3 separate regions of the Sus scrofa genome follow, and all the other regions are linked to region 2. A link is a contact called in public Hi-C and HiChIP or PLAC-seq data. All regions are on one chromosome and are shown on one strand. Each heading gives the region's core, a stretch centred on a gene start, on an enhancer-like site or on the middle of the called end of the contact. The rest is flanking DNA. Distances are from core to core; before and after follow the strand shown. Region 1 holds the start of ING4 (inhibitor of growth protein 4). Region 2 holds the start of MLF2 (myeloid leukemia factor 2). Region 3 holds the start of P3H3 (prolyl 3-hydroxylase 3).

Region 1 (3,623 bases), core at 818-3,317, 76 kb after region 2:
GAAAAAAAGAAAATCTTATGTACAAAACCAAGGGGTGTTTTTAGAACCTTGTGTAGAAATAAATTCGTGTAAAAGGATCAGAGGCAGTGGAGCTACTGATGTGAGTGAGCATGGGAAACAGCTGTTTGGGGAGAGAGTCAAGGCTGGTACTGAGGATATGCAGTAAGAGTGTGTGAATGTGCAGAACGAATGCTGTGTGTTGGGGCTGCGTGCATATCCCCAGCCATGGAGGGGTACAGCTTCCATATTTCTGCAGTGAAAGCTTGGTTTATGAAGGTTTCTACACACACATCCTGTCGTGAGGACTGTGTTGGCCTAATAATGTGAGAACAGGGTCTCAGGCACGTGTCACTGTCAAGACGGCCACAAAACTCCGTATCAAAGAAATGGAAGCACAGCCTCCTGGAAGGAACTGCACTCCTGCCAGAGCATCCCTGGGCTCAGTGCTGCTTCCACTTGGCACATCCTGTGGCACCTAAATCCAGAGGTTTCCAGTGGTGGAGGTCATAACCTGGATTGAAGGACACCGCACAGTTGTAGTGCTGAGGAATAGAGTGTGGTCGGGAACCTGGACTTCAGCCCTGATCTCCCAGCAACCAGTGTTGGCCGAGATGCTTCTGCAGCTGTTAAATGAAGGGATTGGGCTAGATCACCTCCAAGATTCCTTTTTGAGAATTAAAAATCTTTAAGCACTGAGAAAGTTGTGGCAAAGTTCCCGCATCTGACAACGTGGCTATCCTCTGTGGGACTGCCGGGCCTCTGCTCATTACCTGGCTGCATGCGGGTAGGCAATGAAATAATACCTCTTAATTTAGGGCCTGGGCTCTTGTGTGGGCGTCCAAGATGGTCCCACTCTGTGGTGTGACACTAATGAATGTATCACAAGTGACCAAACATGCAGTGTTAGCTTCCTGAATATTTACTGCTTTTAACCCTTGTTCTCACCAACAGTCAAATTGGCACTGATAGCCCTAACTTCATCGCAGGTATTACAAACAATCTCCTCTTTTTAAGGTTACACTCACACTCAGAGTAACAACCAATGAGGTAGGTAGTGTGAGGTAGTCATTTTATAGAGATGCGCACAGATTAAATTACCCAAGGGCCTGCTGCTTGCACTTAAGAGAGAAATCTTGTAGATTTCATTGCTGTTATCTTACCACCTGGTCAGCAGTAAGTCTGGGATTTCACCTTGCCTCTTTTTTATATATTTGATCTAAATGATGAGGCTGAAAGTGTTTGACAACCTGCCACTTCACATTGCTAATTATCAAGAAGGTGTGAATTGGGAGCGACAGCGATCTCCAAAGCACTGTCTTACTAACACTCCGGTTCCGGTTCCCAAGTGTGGTGCCAGCCTGTCATGCACTTGGTGGCTTTTCATCCTGACGAAGAAGCATTAGCTGTCGCTGTGCCGTAGCGGACCAGGGTGATAGCTGACATCCACCTGGCCCAACTGTGACAGCTGCGTGCCCCAATCCTTTCAGAATCATGGGGCTGGTTAACATCCTATAAACCCGAATAAAAAGGGAGACCAAAACAGGGGGGCAAGGCCAGAAGTACTATGTCACTTTACGAGTGAGGAGTGTGACAGGTGAGGAACCCTGACATAACACGTGGAGTCCTAGCTTTATTGTGTGAGTAGCTCAGAGGTTATAGATAGTGAGTTGTTTCCACGTTAAAAAATAACCTTAGGGAGCTGCTGTTTGAGCGAGTCAACAGAAGTGCGGAGGGTTTAAATCTTGCCCCGCCGGGGGCGCCTCCCTAACTCCCTAAGAAACTAGCGACTTGGGAGAAGGCACCTGCGCAGGTCACATCCCAAGAGACACAAAAATTCTCCGGCTGCTGAAACGGGCTATTTGCGGACTAAAAGCCTGATGAAAAAAGCTTCCTCGCCCTCACGCCTGCACGTCCCCCGCCTGGAGGGAAAGGAAGTGCAAGTGAAAATGCAAAATGGCGCCCCCGGCCGCCGCCGGCCCCAAGCAACGCCGGCCGGCAAAAGACGAGGGTCGGCGGTCGGGCGCTCGGCGGACGCGGCCAGACGGGCGCTGTAGTGAGGCCGGAAGTTCCCCTTGTGAGGGCGGAAGGACTCCAGGCCGAGAAGGACAGCTTCGAGACCTGTCGCCTTCAGTCACTTCCGGGGCGGAGCGGAAGTTGCTTTGTTTTGCTTCAAGATGGCTGCGGGGATGTATTTGGAACATTATCTGGACAGTAAGAGCAGACTGAAGGAGGGGGTCAGGGGTCACAGGGGGGTGGGGGTGTCGGAGCTGAGAAGCTCTACGGCCCCGAAGTCCGGGTGGTCAGAAGGTCACGATTGTAAAGGGTTGCATGAGAGGAAATAGTGGAGGGTGTGTAGAAGGAGGGGGCGGGGCAGCGGGGCCGAGGCCTCGCTCTGGGGTGTAGACGGGGGAGGGGCTGCGCGGTGGGGCTGGGGGACGTCTCTTGAAGGGCGGGTGGGCCTAGTCGGGAAGATCCCTGCTGCCCCATCTTCAGAGTCTCCGGCCTCAGGATATACGTTTTCCTCAAAATCATTCGGAAATTAGTCATTTTAGTATATCGCCCACTGCCTTTTGGAACAGCGACAAAGACCTGTTCGCGGCTCCTTCGCCCAGTTTTTTCGCAGAAGTGGCTTCTCCTGGGGATGGGAGGGTAACGAGTGACCACTGTCATATGATGAACTGGAAGTCTGCTCTTGGAGTAAAGATCCCGTTCCCATCCAGTGGAAATCTGGCGTTATGTTGATGCCATTTGTGTAAACCACTCCTCCACAGAGCCTGTCATCCACTAAGCGCTTACATTTGCCTTGGTGTTGAGAGTCATTCATTCATTCTTTTATTGAGGTCCTGCTATGGCTCAGATATAATGGCAGGTACTGGAGATATACAAGAATGAGTAAAACACAACCCCTGTCAAGTGGTCATAGACTAGTAGGACACAGATTCTGTTAATAAATAATTGTAAAACAGTGAGACAGGTAAAATAATAGAAATATATTAAAAGTTGCTAACTCTGGAGAAAAAAAGAGCTAATTACCTGGGGATGTAGGTAAAGCTTTGTAGAGGATGTGATGTTTGAGTAGAATCTTGAAGGCTGAGTGTTTATTTGCCAGTTGGAGAGGGAATCGCAGGTTGGGGAAAGCAGCAGCTAAGGTGTTACGGGTTTGTGGCAAGGTTAGGCAAAAGTGAGGCCAAAGTATTTGATATACAGGACCCTAAGTTGTAAGATTGGGAAATAAGACTGGAGAAGGGGGCTGGGGCCAGGTTGTGCAAGGTCTTTTAAGCCAAGCCAAGAAGCTTGCAGTTTAGTGAGGAACCAACAGATTTTCTGAATAGTGATTATTTATTTATTTATGTTTTGGTCTTTTTCCAGGGCCTCACCCATGGCATATGGGGGTTCCATATGATTAGAGCTGTAGCCACCGGCCTCCGCCACAGCCACAGCAACGCAGGATCTGAGCCGCGTCTGCAACCTACGCCACAGCTCACGGCAACGCTGGATCCTTAACCCACTGAGCGGGGCCAGGGATCGAACCTGCAAACTCATTGTTCCTGGTCGGATTCGTTAACCACTGCACCACGACGGGAACTCCTGAATAGTGATTTTTTAATAAAGGAAAATAACTG
Region 2 (3,257 bases), core at 198-2,697:
GCTGGAAGGTGAGGACCACACTTAGTTAAGTCTGGGCTGCAGTACTGTCACTGGGACAACTTTTGATCACATGTCAAACTGCTCTAGTTTGGGGGCAAGAGGAAGAGGGGCACTCGTGTGGCAGAATGTCCAGAGATAGGGCATCTGGAAGATAAAAGATTCTGCTAAGTCTCTTCCCCAGAAATATCAATGGAAAACACATTTTCTTTTATTCTGTCTTTCTCTTTGGCTTTGCCAGCTTCTAGGTTCTCTGTCTCCGTTCCCCCTATGTCTCCGTTACTGCTTTTTTTCCCTCTTTAATAACGATCAAGTCCAAAGAAACCTGAGAAACCCCACTCCCACTATCTCTTCCTGAGTGACCAGGGACCTTCCCCCTCTTCCCCAAGGAAGCGTTGGGGTTGGGAACAAGTCTCTCTCACTGTCAGGCCCTGTGAAGCACGAACAGAGCCAGCAGTCAGTGTAAAGAACCAAAAGATCTGGAATTTGGATGAGCCTGGTCTAAAGTCCACCCTGGACAGTCCAAATCCTGACACCCAGGGGGAGGGCCCTTCTCTCCAGCTGGGCCAGATTTTATGCAAGGCATTTAGTGTGTCAAAGTGTCAGTCTTTGGCCTTAGAGTCGGTCTCCTGACCTGTTTTCCAACCCCGCCCCTGGGTGATCTGGGTTAATGGAGCTCTCCACCTCCTCTCCAAAACATTAGACCCTTGACCTACCTACCTTCCTGACTAGAGGCAAGAAAGATCAGTGTGGACTGGGAGCTCTTGAGGACACAGGAGTCAGAGAAAAGGAAGGGGAGAGTAGCATTAAACGAAAAGATGTCAGAACTAGGACCTCTCCCCAGTCTGACCCCTCACAGCAGGGTAACTGAGGTGGGGTCCGGGAGTCTCTCAAATGCTAGTTCCCAATGGGCTGCAGTTCCAGTCTGGCCGAAGAGCGCCATCTGGCGGCCAGCCCCTCAAACTGGAATCTCTTTGCCCTAACTGAGTTCTCGAAGCCAGAAGACAACCTGGGCGGAACCGTCACCTCCTCTCCTACGTCACTCCGGGGACCCCGCCCCTGCCTGGATCGCACCTCCTCCTGCGGGCGACTGGCCCTAGCGCCTCCCCCGCAGAATTGCCGCCCTTCCGCCCTCTCGGGTTGATCGCTTCCCCGGTAGAAATCTGCTTAATGCTCCCCCGGGGATCCGCCCCACCTCGTCGGGGAGCCCATCCTATCCCCTGGGAATCTGCCCCCGTCCTCTTCCTCCCCTCCCGGGGGATGGACTGCCCTGCTCCTCTTCCACATACTAACAGGGAGCCTCCTCCGGTCCACAGGACCCAAATCCAGGTTACTAACGAGGTCTCCCCTCCCCTCGTCCCAGAAGGACTCCGCGGCCAGGGAGCCGGCCTCGTCGGCGCCCACGCCCGCTGATGGGCGGAGCTCCGCGGGCTCGGCCCCGGGATGGGCTGTCCCATCGTGACGTCACTTCCGTCCGGGCCTGGCCGCGGTTCGGGATCCTTGGGCCGAGGGGGGGCAAGGAGGTGGCAGCTGAGCGAGGAGGCGGCGCGGAGGCCGAGGACTCACGCCTGGACCAATCCCGCGTCCCGGGCCGCAAGCCCCGATCCTGCCGCGCCCCGAGAGGCAAGACCGGCCGGATGGGCCGCTGAGCCCGGATCGGGGACCGGTGAGGCGCGAGCGGAGCGGGCAGCCGGTCCGGGGCGGGAACGGCCCGCTGAGCTGCAGAGGGTCCGGGAGCTTGGGATGCGGGGAGGGAAGCGGGTCAGGCCCGCCTCTCCTACTCGCCCGGCGGGGAGGCAGGGGCCGGGGAAGCCGCCGACAGGCGTGGCGAGGACGGTGAGGCCCGTCCGGGGGAGGCCTGGCGGCGGCCGGGTGTGAGGAGGGGGCGGGGTGGTTGGGGTCATTATTGGGCCGGCACTTGGGATTCGCCTCCGGCACGGTGGCGTCGGGGAGGGGGAGTATGCTTCTGGCCAGGGCTTTGGGAAGAGGATGACTATGAGTGGGGGAGGCAGAAAACAGGCTTGGAAAATTTTTCCATGGTCCTTTTTCAGAGAGAGGTTCGAAAAGCTCTTCTCTCCCTAGAGGGTGATGTTGAACACCTGGAGAAGGGTCTCAAGTGGAGTTGGGGGCGGGGGGAGGTCAGTTACAGTATTTGGAAGGGACAGTGCTCTGCGAGTCCCTGCCCTGAGCGGATGTGCAAAAAAGCCTGGCCGCCTCCAAAATCTGAGCCTCCACATCTTCACAGTGTGGAGCCCCCTGGAGCTAAAATCAGGATGTTCCGCTTCATGAGGGACGTGGAGCCTGAGGACCCCATGTTCTTGATGTGAGTATCCCCGCCCCCTCACGCGCTAGAGCACGCATCCGCTCCACATCAGGTCTCCGAGTAGTTCAGATGGACTCAGGGCCTCCCGTTGCTGCTCAGCCCCAGCTCAGACTTTGAGGGGAAGTCTGTGCTCCTGGTTCCCTAAGGCTGTTTTCTTGGCGGGGGCGGGGAGGCGTTGACTGCTGGCCTTTCTAAGCCCACACGGTATACACCCCATGCACAGGGACCCCTTTGCCATTCACCGTCAGCACATGAACCGGATGTTGTCGGGTGGCTTTGGATACAGCCCCTTCCTCAGCATCACAGATGGCAGCATGCCAGGGACCAGGCCTGCCAGCCGCAGGATGCAGGTAAATGGTGGTGCAACAGACCTGAGACCAGAAGAAAGGTTGGAGGGTGGTTGTATCAAAGTGCTTGATTTTTCTTGCACAATGGCCGGCTTAGCAAGTGGGCAGAGGGGTCTGGAAAACAGGTTTTGTGATCCCCTGTTGAGGGCTTGGTTTGGGACAGTAATGAGCTAGGAAGTGGTCTCTCATTCTTGTTCCTTATGTGTTCCTGTAGCCTGGGGCCGTCTCTCCCTTTGGGATGCTGGGAATGGTGAGTCCTCCTCCTCTCTTAATATCCTTCTCGTACATGCTCTATACCCTTAGGTATTATTTCCAAATGTGCCTCTGGAATAGCCTTGTGGGTAGTAACCCTAGAATCCTCCCATAGTGTTCACAAGCCCTGGGCCCGCTGTGTGCTATGAGTCCTGTGAGTTCAAGATGCCAACTCACTGGCTCCTGTCCTCAACGCTGTGCCCATTAGGAAGATGTAATTGCCTGGCAAAGTGTGTTCTTTTGAGGAGTTCCCTGGTGGCTCAGTGGGTTAAGGATCCGGCAGTGTCACTGCCATGGCCAGGGTTCGATCCCTGGCCTGGGAACTTCTGCATGTTGTG
Region 3 (3,240 bases), core at 364-2,863, 66 kb before region 2:
ATGGAATGGGTGGGATATGGGCAGAGGGATCTGGGTTTGAAGTCTGGGAGATAAGGTGGAAGTAATGGCTGAGTGACATGGGGACATGGGGCTGACCTGAGCGACCAGCAAAAGCCGCAGGTCTCTAGGACCCTGGGCTGAGGTGTGGGTGACCAGCGCCCCCCTTCCCCGGCCACGTAGGCATTAGTAGGCAATAGCTACCGTACCAGTAGCTGCGCAGTGTCCACTGCCCCCGCCCCCAGGACACCGGGCCCCTCAGCCCTGCCTCCCTCTTCTTACTTTGCCGAAGCTCTCTCCTGCCCAGAAGTGGAGGTTCACACTCACCCCCCACCCCCGCCCTCATGCTCTCCAGTCCCTAGCCCCTCCGCCTCGTTCCCAGGAAGGGGCGGCTGTCACCCCACGAAGGTCCCAGTAAGACTTCCTAGAACTCCAGGCCCCTCCGTCTTCTACTTCCACCCCGAGGCAGGACGCCCATTCCAACTTTGCTCCCACTCTCCCGAGGCTGTCCCTCTGCCACCTCGATGGGTGCTTGCCGCGGTTTGATATGAACGACTCCAAGGGAGAGGTCCCATCAGCACGGCCCCACCCGAGTCCGGGCGCTGGCACGCCGCCCCTCCCGGGAGCGGGAGGAGGACAGCAGCTGGGCGGGGGATCCCTGGGGCCGCGCACCTGGTAGTAGGCCCTCTGCAGGTAGTTGTAGGGTTCCCGGCGGCGGAAGGCGTCCCGGAGCGTGCTCCCCACGCGGAGCCGCGCCGCGCCCCCCGGGCCCAGCCTCCGCGCGGCGCACTGGGTCAGGCACTCGGCGCGCCGGAGCGCGGCACGGAGTAGCAGCGGCTCCCAGGCGCCCCGCGCCGCTCCGGGCCCCGGGGCAGCGGCGAGCAGGGCGGGGAGCGCGGCCCCCGGCTCGGCGGCGCAGCGCTCCTGGCAGTCCCGCCGCGCGCGGCCCAGCGCCACCCGGCTCCGCAGCGCCTCCCGCAGCAGAGCCACAGCCGGCGCCCAGGCCCCGGCCGCGTAAGCGCGCAGCCCGTCGGCGTAGAGCAAGTCGGGGGCCTGAGGGGGCGCCCCCGGGGACAGCGGGGCCAAGCCGGGGGGTTCGGGGGACCCCGGGGGAGGCAGCAGCAGCAGGAGCAGCAACAACCAGAGGAGCCGGAGCATCGTGTCAGAGCCGCCGGCCGGCTGCCCGAGGGAACTGCGGGAGCCGAGAGGGAGAGGGAGGAAAGGGGGAAGGGAGAGGGAGGGGAAAGGAAGGAGAGATGGAGAGGAGGGAGGAGAGGAAGAGGGGAGGAAAGAGCGGCACCGACCGGCGCTGATGGAGCCGAGACAACCCTGGGAGAGGCCGGTCTGGGAGACAGGAGTCAGAGAACGCCTGGCAGAACGTGGTGAAGCGGGCTTTAGGATAAGCGAGGTGGCAGGGACGAGAAACAGACCGTGGAGCGAGCGGAGCCGATGGCTGGCACTGGAGCAGGCCTAAGGCACCCTGAGGAGCCTCTTAGGACTCCGGACTCCAACTCCAGAGGCCCTTGGGGCGGGAGTACCTACTGCAGCAATGTTCCCCTCCAGCCTAGAGTCCAGGAAAGGGAGCGTGCCTGCCTCCCACACACCCAGCCACCCACGCAGGCTTTTGGAAAAAGAGCTTTAGAATGCAGCAGGGGGGAGGATAAACTCCAGGCCTGTGACACCAAGTCTGCCCAAACCCTTTCCTGCCCAGAAAGTGGGCACACACAGATTTGGGAAAAGGAGGCAAGCTGAAGCATGGGAGGTAGAGATGTCCTGTAAAACCACCCCTACGATCTCAACAAATATCCTTCACACCCAAAACCAGCAAGCTCAAGAGTCTCCCCATACCCCCCACCCCAGCAGGAGATGCCCTCCTAAGCCTGTCTCTGTGTTGTCCGCGTGTCTCTCTTCCTCTGTGTATATTTCTGCGCCTCTGTCCACTGTCTCTGCTCTGTTTTGTCCTCTCTGAGCCATTCCACTCCCCAAGCCTCTGACCATCCCCTTTGCCACCACAGCACACTGGACACAGAGGTTTTCATGGTAACACTTCAGACTTTAATACATTTTGCTAGGGATGACGGAAGGTGAGCTGGGCATCCGGTGACGGGATGACAGCAGGAGTTCCAGGGCCCCCGATCCAGCCCATCTCCTTAGAGTCTGGAGGCAGCCGCCTTAGGCTCAGGTATAGAACGAGGTGTTACCCACCCAGCCCCACCTCCTCTCAGTCCAGCAGGCCCACTTGGGCTCAAAGGGTCAGCTGGGGGAAGATGGGGTTACCTGGGCCCCAGGATCCTCCCCAAGCTCGTGCGCCCCCCTCACCTCCTGTCAGGGAGCAGCGTCGCCCTGCACTTAGGCCCAAAGGAAGTCCAATGGCTCTGCTCTCAGGGGACCCAAGGGAGAGTCGGCGGGGTGAGATGCCCAGGGGCCTGGGCCGGCGAGGAGAGGGCCCCGGCGAGGCAGTCGGAGAAGGCAGAGGCGTCTCGTCAATGAAGGTGGTGATCTCCTCTCGGAAGAAGCCTGGACCCCATGGAGGTCCCCCACCTGACCCCAGAACCCCACCCTCCAGGAATTGGCGGAGGCTGGCCAGCCCCCCACCTTCAGCCTCTTCCTCATCCTCCTCATCCTCCAGCCTTTGTCTCTGTCCCAGGTACTCAGGAGGGCCCCCTAGGGCCCGGCTCTGGGCTGGGAGGACCCGGATGTCATCAGAGGATGACCACTTGTGCAGGAAGGAGCCTGGTGCCCGAGGAGTAGCGAAGATGTTGGTCTCATCATGGGACAGACGGCGGGCCAGAGGGACCTGGGGAGAGGAGGAAGTAGACCCAGAGGTGCTGCAGGGACAAAGGGGGCAGAGGCAGAAACTGAAACGGGGACTCTCTGCAAGTGGCTCCACCCCTACACTTTCGCAAAAAAACGCCTCTGATGGGCGAGCCGGCTTCTGGCAGGTCTGTGCCCTGCAGGCCCGGACTAGGGAGGGATGAGAGACTGCAGAAAAGGAGGGAGGGGATACCCACAGTCGGAGGTGTATGGCCTCGTCCCATACCTGTAAGTAATGGACCCTCTCAAGAGGGGGAAAAAGCATGTGCCTTCCAGGCAGCAGCTTCACTTGGGCGGGGTCCCTGCCCCCTGGTCCTGTGGCCCCGTTGGCATCAAAGCGAACTTTGCACACTCGGCCGTCTGCATAGTCATCACAGCCCCCATCTAGGAGATAAAAGGGGCAGAGTGGTTACAAGCAGGGAATACCCA

What was found. Hi-C and Micro-C count contacts between places; a contact is called where the count stands out from the background. HiChIP or PLAC-seq counts read pairs in DNA pulled down with a chosen protein or histone mark.
Region 1: a contact with region 2 is called in an H3K27ac HiChIP or PLAC-seq map of alveolar macrophages. The contact joins the promoter of ING4 here to the promoter of MLF2 in region 2. A contact is called at or near these places in 2 of 5 promoter capture datasets (fetal skeletal muscle and liver), 1 of 47 Hi-C or Micro-C datasets (skeletal muscle) and 1 of 2 datasets of contacts at active chromatin or transcription factors (alveolar macrophages).
Region 3: a contact with region 2 is called in a Hi-C map of brain, with 7 times the contacts expected there. The contact joins the promoter of P3H3 here to the promoter of MLF2 in region 2. A contact is called at or near these places in 13 of 47 Hi-C or Micro-C datasets (alveolar macrophages, brain, embryonic fibroblasts and 9 more) and 2 of 2 datasets of contacts at active chromatin or transcription factors (alveolar macrophages and skeletal muscle).

Annotation. Positions count from the first base shown.
Region 1 is chr5:64,025,722-64,029,344 of Sscrofa11.1, forward strand. ING4 (inhibitor of growth protein 4) reads left to right here and starts at 2,068. Exons shown (of 8, transcript XM_021092419.1): 1 at 2,068-2,211. The coding sequence starts at 2,175. It overlaps ZNF384 (zinc finger protein 384), which reads left to right. Exons shown (of 12, transcript XM_021092415.1): 12 at 1-77.
Region 2 is chr5:63,950,213-63,953,469 of Sscrofa11.1, forward strand. MLF2 (myeloid leukemia factor 2) reads left to right here and starts at 1,448. Exons shown (of 9, transcript XM_003481695.4): 1 at 1,448-1,663; 2 at 2,243-2,320; 3 at 2,544-2,670; 4 at 2,882-2,917. The coding sequence starts at 2,271.
Region 3 is chr5:63,883,681-63,886,920 of Sscrofa11.1, forward strand. It overlaps P3H3 (prolyl 3-hydroxylase 3), which reads right to left and starts at 1,614. Exons shown (of 14, transcript XM_005652597.3): 1 at 670-1,614. The coding sequence starts at 1,155. GPR162 (probable G-protein coupled receptor 162) reads right to left here. Exons shown (of 5, transcript XM_013987412.2): 4 at 3,038-3,195; 5 at 2,030-2,794. The coding sequence ends at 2,243.